Regions from separate parts of the Mus musculus genome. Here region 2 is linked to region 1. Evidence: chromatin contacts called from public HiCAR-type data. All regions are on one chromosome and are shown on one strand. The core of a region is the stretch at or near the end of the contact, and the rest is flanking DNA. Distances in the headings are between cores, read along the strand shown. Region 1 has its middle 150 kb from the start of Trp63. Region 2 overlaps Trp63 (transformation related protein 63).

Region 1 (4,878 bases), core at 2,019-4,518:
CATATACAACATAACAAGGGAAAATGGCTGTGCTATTCTAGAGTGGTCATTTGAGTTCAATCAGTACAATTTTGAGAAAGTAATGATAACTATAACTTGAATTTTTATGTACTAATGAAAGATATTGAGGTACCAAAAGTAATATATTCAAAATCGACTTTCCAAACTTAAAAATTCATTCTCAAATTAAAGTAATTTATGTATATCAAAGTAGAAAAAATATTTCTCTATATTTGTATTTTATAATCAATTTTAAAGGCTTAACAGTTTACATTTAGTCAACAGAAATCATTTTTTAAGGAACCATAATAAAACTTAATGCTGAGCATACTGATTTAAAAAAAATAAACACTTTGAAAAGTATTAATGGAGACAAGAGGGGTAAATAAAGCAGCACTTCCACACTGCAGTATTTATGGTTTTCATATTGGCCAATTGTTGCATCATAAGCAAGAAGGCGATGGCTCTGGGTATCACTTGTGGTGCATTTTTCTGCTAGGCCATCATGTCCTCCGTGCTTGGGTCCAGTCTTGGAGGCAGCATTGGGTACGAGTTTTCCAGGACTTTGGGCTCCTGAATGCTATAAGTTTGAGAACAGGCTGCTATCTTGTTTGTTTTTGGGTGTCCCCATGCTTAGCTAAATAGTTGTAGAGTAATCTCTTTGTCTCCCCTCATGGAAAAAGAACAGTGAGTCTCCAAGATGAGGAAGTAAAGTTTGATATCTGATCTCACCTGTTCTCCATCTCACAGTTAATGAGCTGGACAAAGTAGGCTCTGCCCTCCTTCTCTTCCTGGGAGGTCAGTGTTCACTTTTTACAAAATGCTACAGCCAAATCAGTCAGACATTGTTAAATCAGAGGATGGGAGAATTGAGGGCCCTTGTCTCTTTGTTAACCAGTCTTATTTTAATTTGATTATCTTCCTGTGACCATAAAGTGCCAGTTTTGCTCATCAGAATCAAAATTAACTTTCTTTCTGCATTCCTATTAGAACAGTCACAGTTGTGGTTCCTGTCTCTGATGCCCTGGGCTGAGTAGGTGAAATTCAGCTATAGATAAGTCTAAAAGAGATAGTATATTCACGTATTTCCAAAACATTACTATGTCATATGATGTATTAGTGCAGGAGTAATAATGCTCAAAATGTTTTCATGTGATGATTGTTTCTGATAATATTTGCAGGTTGAATTGTAACAGATTTTTTTCAATCTTTTCACACCATACATGAGAACACACAGGTTTTAATGACATTTGTGAAGACCACCACTTACAAAGTCGTGTTGATTTAATAATCAATGACTAAGCAAGGAATAGTATGTAAATTGTCTTTTGTATCCTAGTGGCTCTAATCCTTCAAGTGGCTAAACCTGACTGAACTGATGAGATGCACAACTTAATAATGTGACTATTAATTAAGTCTAGCTGTGCAATGTGGTAAAGCGATGTGCCCAAATAAGACTAAGTCTTTAATCAATGAGATAAACACATGTCCATTTCATCTTTTATAGCAGGGTTCTCTCAGTAGTTTCATTTCATAGTTATTTCATAGTATGACATTTTTTTTACGTTTGTTTAGCTCTGAAAATTTCAATTGTTTTCTGTTTTCCATTTTCATTTTCTGTAAATGTTATAAAGTGTTATTAGTCATATTTCCCAGGGAGAGTAAATAAATAGTATTAGTCTAAATTGGTATTTGCCTCTACACAGCTTCTTTCTGAGATAGTTTAAGAATTTCCTAACATCCTTAAGTTGACATTTTTTCTCTGACCATCAAAAATATAAATACAAGCTCTTGTGCTCATATGGAAATGTAAATACAAGCTCTTGTGCTCATATGGAAATATATATATAATGATAATTCCATTATACTGTTGGCCTCTTGGTGGCCCACCAGAACTTGAGGATAATAGCTTGTTCCTGAAGACACCAGACATCTCAGTTGTAGTAAAGAAAAGAAGCTGAGGCTGGATTGGATGCTTTCTCCTTGCTGTCTACTTTTCATACTCTGCAGTTGCTGGAGGAAAGAAACCAACATTTGTCTTACACCTCTGTGAACCTGTAAATTTCGAAACCAAATAGCCAGGCAAAATGGACCCACTTGAGCCAGCCCCTAGGCCCCGCCCCAGCTCCCAAAGACATCTGCATGCACATGGTGACACAGAAATCCATGCTTAAATTCAGTGAGTCACGAAACAAGATAAATAGACATAGATGTAAAAAATATAGATTTCTAGAGAAGATCAGAAGTAGATAAAGGAAGAAAAGAGATGGGAAAGAATAAAAGATGACAGAAGCCAGTACACATATGTACTTGTGTGAAACTGTCCCAGAACACAGTAGTTAAAAGCTTTAAGTCTTAAAAATATTTCAATGGATTGGGAGAAAAAAAAATGTCCTGCTACTTATAAAAGACGCTTTATCCAGTGGTTGGAAGGTGGCAACCCGTGAAGGGATGATGACAACAGTGTCAGGCTTGCTCTTTTCCACTATGATATCTTTTTAATAATTCTGTATAAATTTAGAACATGATATAATGCCATCATGTCAAGGATCAGAGGGAAGAAAGGAAAATTGGGTAGTGGGGTTTTAATTTTGAACTTACAATGCAAAATAATATAAAGAAAGGTCTAGAACTGAGAGATTCTTATATATTAATCTCTCTAACCACCCATAGAAAACTGAGCATGGAATGGAAATAGACTTGTCAGGGTCCTGTGGACAGGGTTGTATGGAAAGGAAAATCCAGTTCTATTTTCTTTTAGAATCAGGGTCTCAAAAATCAGATCCCAGTTTTCTAATAAATGAAATGTTTTATCCTTTGCAAATCAGACAAGAAGACCCATGGGGTTTACCCATGAGAAGCAGGAAGCCCTGCCAAAATTCCAACCAGCTCTGCACACTTTCTGGGCATCTGCCGAGGACCAGGGCTGATGCCAAGTGTTCTGGGGCACAGAGTTGAGTAAGTCATGGTCATTGCTCTCATATTCAGTGCTGAAAGCAGGGACACATTCAAGCAACCGGATCCCAAAGCCGGCTGTGATAAGTGTTATCTTAGATCCCTGGAGGAGACAGGTCACACGACTGGAATAGCATGAAGTCAGGCCTGCAGCTGAGGGCATGCTGTTATTTAGGAACCCTATCAGGTTCATCTCACCACTTGGCAATGACCCCCAATCCCTGCAGTTTCTTGTCCTGAGTGTGCTGGGTCAGGGCACTTCCATCTGCCTCTCCTGGAGTCTCCTGTTAAGGCTACTGGTGTTTGAGGGTGCTTAATGAGAGTGAGAAAGACTTGTCCCATTTTTCTTTGTAAAGTTTCTAAGCTCACTGGCACTATGGGGAAATGGCCCATTTAGAAGTAGCTCTCTTTTCTTCTCTCCTAACATGTCATGAGGGCTGCCAAACTCTGGAGGCCCAGTATTTTATTCATCCAGAAAGTGAATGAAGCCGAAAATGTCTTCTTAATCTCATTTGGTTTTGCCCTAGTTGTTTGACTGTCTTTTTCCCTGTCTGGAACTGGGCAGTGCCAGCAGACAGGGACCCCCTGATTTAACACTTGATCTCTTAGAACACCTACCAGAAGCTTCAGCAAATGAAACAGCTCAGTGCTCTTGTACTGAATTCAGCCTTGATGCTGTCCTGTAAGCTCACGCCCATTTCCAAAGTGGCTGCCAAGTTTTCCAAAGGGTCTTTAAACCTGGATTTAAAACTGAAAGGAAAGAAATAGGACCTTCCTCTACCAGATAGTATATCATTTTTGAGGTTGTTTAAAATATGAAGCGTAAGGAAGTAATTAATTTGGATGGTAAAAAGGAATAAAGGCTTAATAGGAAGTCGGAGGTTTGACCTGGACACTGTGTCTGTAACCTCTAAAAGCTTCGTTCGGCTCGTTCTGAGAACGGTTCTTCTTTTTGAGGGACCTGTTCCCTTATATACACTTATTCTTTGCACTCTCTACAATAAGGGCAATAATGATCTATGGGTTTATAGTTCATAAAGGATTGATTATATACAACACAAAGATAAGCCCACCCTTTCAATGTAACAGTGCCATGACCAAGACCTATTTAAACAGAAGGTAAACTGAAGCCGAGGAGTGCTCCACTCCAGACTTGCTTTAAGGCAGGACTGACCTCTATGGCTGACTATCCTATGAGTCAGATGCCTGTGGTGTAACTGAGACGCAAAAGAAGTGCTGTGGCTTTGGAATGGGCAGCTCTCTGATCTGAAGAGATCCAAGAAAGCCACAAGTTTGGGCTTCTGCTCAGGGTTTTCAGTGCAAGCAGAGTTCAAGGAAATCTTCCTGCTTCTTTGCCCTTCAGTCTTCACTGCCGACTGCTCCTGTTCACCCATGGCCCAACTCACCTCTCAATAGCAACAGTGAATCATCAACTCAGAAAGAAAACACAGAGTTGGAGTTGCAGCTCGTGTCTTGCTAGTTTAATTAACTCTCAGCTGTATCCATGAAGGTCAACTAGACCCACACCTCAGATCACAATGACCTCTGTGGCTTTCTAAGTCAGGCTACATGCCTTTATAACTTGACTCTATCATCCTGTTTTCCCTTCATGACTCCTACAGCTGATCAATGACAAAGTCTGAGACATCCTGCTCCTGTGGTAGATATAACCCAATGAAATTTATATCTCTAAGTAAATTATATCATGTACTTGGACATAGACATTAACATTTTTTCATTGACTTGGGAAGAAACAGGCTCTTGTGGAGCTTAGGCTGACCTTGAACTCACTGTATATGTAAGGTAGACCTTCAGTTCCAAATGCTTTTACCTCCTAAATGCTGGGATTAAAAGTGTGTTCCACAATACCTGGCATCCTTTATTATCTACTCTCTGGACTATTTCATAGGCTTGTGCTCCTTT
Region 2 (5,437 bases), core at 2,565-5,064, 340 kb before region 1:
AGGGATATCAATATTGAATGCTTTCTAACTGCAACTTACAAACAAATGCAATATAATGTTCAATAAATATTTAAAAATTTTAAATGAAGGCTTTAAATATTTGTCCTTAAGGTAGTTTTTGAAGATGCACTGAATTCCCCATAGTTACTGAAAGCAGGCAGCCTGCTTTCTATATCAGTGGTGAGCACCAACCTGGGTAAAACAATACAACACTCTAGTGGTATTTGTATGAATTAGAAGGACTGTGGGAAGCTACTACATTTTATAACAATGCTTTAACATTTATTTTCCTTAGCCTTTCTTAAGTGGTACAAAAGGCATCATACAATAAACCCTTCTAGTTATGAAATACTCCCAGGCTACCTGGCTCTCTTTCACCCATGTTTAAGTGACTGCCACTACTTAGAGCATATCATGCCATAACATAGAAGCACATGATCAATAAATTACTATTATCATTTGAAAAAGAAGTAAATATGAAACTTTAAGAGAACAATATGCCCAAATGTCTAGTATCCACTGCCCGTTGGTTGAATGGGTTAAGGAGAGAAATGACTCTCCTGGCACCTAGCCCATTCTTTTTTTCTTTTTCCTTTCTCTTGATTTTGGGACATGCCCCTAGAAATAAAATGATGGTAGACATCAAGAATGCAGGATCAAGAAATTGTTGAAGTATTAAGATACATGTGAAAGGCCAAGGTAGACGAGGAACAACCACCATGTAACGGGAATCTACCTGCTACCAAGCCATTTTAATGCCATACCACCAATGGGTAGGAGCCTGGTAGGGAGTCAGACTAACCTAGAAGCATTTATAAGTCCATATCTCAGTCCAGGAAAGCAAGAGTGCGGTAGTGGGGAGGTGTGAGCAGCTACTGCTTCTATATCTGCCTTGGGCAGTGAGAAGGTAGCTAAGAACTTGTCATTCATATTCCAGATTCAGAATATACTCCATATTTATTCTTTTCCATCTCCCCAAGCCATTGAACATACAGTCAAAATTTATAAGAAGAATAGTTTTAGCCATTAATAACCACAATTGGGAAGATAAAAATACACTGACAAAAAAAAAAATACACTGACAAACTTTACACTTGTCTTTGCACTTTCAGAGTTTCCTGCTATTTTCTACACCCTGTGAAAACTCGATTACCTTTGTGGTCATTGTTTTTTGTTTTGTTTTGATTTGTTTTGTTTTGTTTAACTACCTTGTTAGCTACTATTATTTTTCACTATAATCAATGTAAATTTGGGAAGAGAGGTAGAAGCAACCATGAGCAGAGAAGGAATGCAAATTTTGGAGCCAATCAAAATATTTGTTCTATACTAGATGGGAGCTGAGTGTATAAAGTGACTGGATTTGATGCTAGTATCACCCGAGCCTCATTTTCTTCTGGCAAGCCTCGGGCTCTGCAAGCGTGTCTATGAAGTCTGAAGGAGATCATGTGCAAGTCCTTGACAATGTCCAGTGTCTTATAAACACCTAAGAATCTTGGTCCTTTCCTCTTCCCTTACAGACCTAAATGGTCAATATATGCTCTAGTATCTAATAAAGGGAATGGACGATACCGACTTATGAAGTTATAGGAAGAAGTGGACAGAGTTGACACAGATTCTTACTTGAGTCAGTATAAAACATAGTTTGGGATCATGTCAAAAGTGTCATAAATCTTGAATGCACATATTAGAACACAAAAGTGAGTCTTACAGGCACAAAGGCAAAGGTCATGATACTGTGATCATTACTAACGCTACAGTGTCTGAAATGGACAGCCATCACACACTTAGGAAAAAAACATGATCCTGAATAAAGTCACATCCCATTTAAAGGTCCTGAAAAATAGTCAACTCCTTGGCTATAACAAGTGCAAAGTCAGTAAACAGACCCCCCCAAATTTAGCAGACTAAATAAAAACAAAAACAGAGGCTATGCCATGTTGATTGACTTCTTCACTTGTCCCTCTGTCCTTGTCACTCACCCCAACCAGAGGTCAAATAACCAAAAATGTGGTAACAACAGCTTTTTGCAGGAAAATGTATTGTGGTTTCCATTGGAGGGCATTTCTGTAGAGACTTACTTCCATAGAGTTTGCTAGGAACTGAGAAATGTAGAGATACAAACAGGTAAGTCTCCTATAGTTCTAGTCTCAAGGGAAAGTATTATTAGTAAAGACAAGACAGGCCGTTTGCTGTTGTTTTCTTCCACTTGGTTTTCAGTGGTGCAGATTGAACCTAAGTCCTTAAATGTGCTTTCAAATTCTCAACCACCAACTTCGATTGTTCCCAGTCCACCATTCTTAGTTCTTAACAGTAAAACCACAAACTTCTGTATGCTTTGCTGAAAGTAAGATGTTGCTTTAAATGATCTGAAATTAGAAATTAGGCAACTTGCTTCTACCTCTCACGGCTGTGCTGGGAAGGACAATCTTCATGATAAGTGCCAGCTTCTATCTATGGCTGTCCAAAAGCTTACTGCCCCCTTTTTCTTGATTTAATTCTTTTCACTTTACTAATTAAAACGCTTAGCTGAAATTTGGTGACACATTGGACGAATGTATTTTCCAAGCCATTTCTAGAATGCTGAATGTGGAAATAGGAATTTTGAAGATGGACATCCTGAATATTAAAGAGGGCTAAAAGAAAGATGTAGAAAAATAATTATACCTCTTCTAAGCATTTCCCAATAGCTAGTTCTCTGTGGCCTGAATGTTGGGTAACCTTGCTTCCAAAAACCAAGGGCACTAAGAGGTCTTTAGAAGGCCAACCAAAATATCAAAATATATTCTATCATTTTAAATATAAACATGCATATAAAGGTTACTAGGAGTACATGAAAATTTTACATGACAATAGGCTAAAGGAGAAAAATAGTTCTGAAAGAAAGGTCAAAAATCTAAGCCCTTTCCCCAAGTACTTGTGGCTTTACTAACTGAAGCCCTTTCCCCAAGTACTTAAATTTACTAACTGAAATATAGCAGAGGCATCCCCATTTACCAATACACTTTAATCTCATGTCAAGATACTTTTGTCTTGTGTTTTTAATCTGTTACTTGCTTTGGTGCATTTAGAAAAACTTCCTTTGAAATATTAACTACATTGATACAAAGTTCAGAGTACACAAAAATTTAAACCAAAAAACTTTGGATTTTGGTCCCACTCTGGTCAAATGTTTTCTAAAGTCTATGGCACCTAAATCTAATTATCTAATAAATTGGGACTTAGCCAAAACTTAATATAGTAAATTTAGTGCTTTGAAACAAAACTCAAGACTTGTTCAGATGTCTTTTGGCACCTTAGGATTTAATCATGCACAGGGTTAAAATCTGTTTGAAATTCATTTGTGAATTTCAAGGCATAGCTAACCTTCAGAATGTTAACCTGGGATATAGTATCTTAAATAAAATCCCAGGAGAAATGGGAAGAGGGCCACAGTGACGGCCCTCTCCCTCTTCTTTTGTAGACCCACTCGGAGCACTTGCAGCACTGGGACTATACTCTAATTGGGGAAACAAGAGAGACAGAAACAAAAACTACAAGATAAACCAAGATGCAAAAGTTTATTGAAAATTAAAACCACACATCCACAAAGCAGCAGCCTCAATCATAAGAAATCGTTGTCTTGGTGACAGAGAACAAAGCACTGGTGACCTAGTTGGCGCAGGACGGGGCAGGGATGATGAAGAAGGAAACAGGGATTCAGTCAGTTCTTTTTGAGTTTGGAAACTACTTTAAAAGGAAAGAGAACTTAGCTCTCTCCATGTAATCTGTAGCCAGAAGTGTTGATTTTTAACACCTGTGTGCTTAGACATCATTTGCTCAGAGAGGAGGCCTGCCAGTTAATGCACGTGGACATTAATGAGAAATCTGGTTGGTTTTATGGTAGGCAGGGTTTCGAGCTAGCAGCTCCAATTAAACCCATTAATCATAGATTTGGTGAGGAGACTTTGAACTCTCCCAGCACTGAATAATGGTAAGCAAATACCGGGGGCAATATTTGCCTGGTAGTTTCATCTCCCATTAACACCACAAAAGTAGCTTACCAGCGTTGGCACCTAAACAACTGTATGGGGGAGTAGGACTCGATGCAAGGAAGACTATCATAGCAGATGCTAACATACAGTGGCAGAGATCAGACCTGGAAAAGCCTTAGTGGACTTTCTCCTCATGTAGGAAGACAATGTAACTCCAGCATTAAGAAGGCCTAAGTCTCTCGGTCAACACAACTTGCTTAGGCACAGGCAATGACAGATTTTTTTTTCTTATTTTCTTAAAAATACACCTAAAGTTTGAGACCTGCTCAAAAGCTTTATTATGAGTTTTAGAAACACAACAGGAGGTAACAGAAAAGGTTTCCAATAAACTTTGCAATGCCTCTTTCCCAATGGATTCCCCCTCCCTCCTGGGAAAACAATAGAAAGCTCACAGACAAGCACAGTCGCGGCTCCCGTCCAACCAAGGCAGGATCTAAAGATACAAAATGTGCAGAAAGCATCTCTGCTTTGTAAAATTTTGAGTCCCTTCAAAGATTCTCTCACTAGTGGATGTGTGCCTTTGAGCAGCTGGGTCTCTGAGCCAAAATGTCTTCAAGTCCTGTTTGTGAGGGCTGGAAACACTAACACGCATGTGCATATACACAAACGCACACAGAAACACAACAAGCACATGAACTCAAACACATAGCTGGGGACCTATGGGTACACGGAGTGGTTTGGGGGGTTGGAATGTCTAAAGAAGACGTCAGACTGTGTCGGAGCTTCTCCCCGGGGCTCCACAAGCTCATTCCTGAAGCAGGCTGAAAGGAGACTGTAGAGAGGAACCAGAGAAAGAGAATGAAGGCTTAGGACTCAGGAATCCACATCCAATGAACACAGAAACACACCCATCTCCTACCTTCATGATCATAGTGCAGATGGAGCAGGGAATCGGAAAAGCCATTTATTTTTTAAAAATCCTTTCCTTTTAAAATCCTCCTCTAAAACCATCTAGAATGTTCTATTCTCAATTTATGTAAAAAAAAGATGCAAGGCAAAGCAAAGGGCAGCTAATCAGCAGACTACATCAGAATCATATTTTTCAAAATACACTTTCCCAGGTCCTGTCTAAGGGTTAGCTGGGGGCCCAGTCATCTCCATTTCTTAATACAAGGTGACTCACTTGAGGATTATGGTGACAGGCAGGTCCAGTGTTTAGTGTAGGGCTTGGCATGGGTATACTGGACTCAATTAATTGACAAAGGGAATGCAAAAACAAGAATAAACTTTGATCCTCTGTAAAAATGTCACATACCCAATTATTATACCTCATTACTGGTCTGTCTAGCCAAACTCTGAAGTCTGAAGAAATATGATCTTATCAGTGTTAGGGGCTGCGTCATCGTGCATCTGGAAAGAACTATTAATGAGCATTTTGAGTGTGCCCAGATTGAGGTGGTAAATAC

Evidence for each region. HiCAR-type assays count read pairs that join an accessible place to other places.
Region 2: a contact with region 1 is called in a HiCAR-type map of kidney, with 4 times the contacts expected there. The contact joins two enhancer-like sites. A contact is called at or near these places in 3 of 115 datasets of contacts at active chromatin or transcription factors (astrocytes, kidney and neural progenitor cells) and 1 of 9 other capture datasets (embryonic stem cells).

The regions. Positions count from the first base shown.
Region 1 is chr16:25,531,456-25,536,333 of GRCm38.p6, reverse strand. No RefSeq gene overlaps it. Among named protein-coding and RNA genes, the nearest start is that of Trp63, 150 kb to the left of the region's middle. Within about 2 kb of position 3,268, at least 85 of the 459 cell types and tissues checked have an H3K27ac peak or open chromatin away from gene starts, as enhancers often do. A contact at or near this core is called in kidney, where this site is marked.
Region 2 is chr16:25,875,993-25,881,429 of GRCm38.p6, reverse strand. The region is part of intron 10 of Trp63 (transformation related protein 63); the gene reads right to left. Among named protein-coding and RNA genes, the nearest start is that of Gm24928, 180 kb to the right of the region's middle. Within about 2 kb of position 3,814, at least 10 of the 459 cell types and tissues checked have an H3K27ac peak or open chromatin away from gene starts, as enhancers often do. A contact at or near this core is called in kidney, where this site is marked.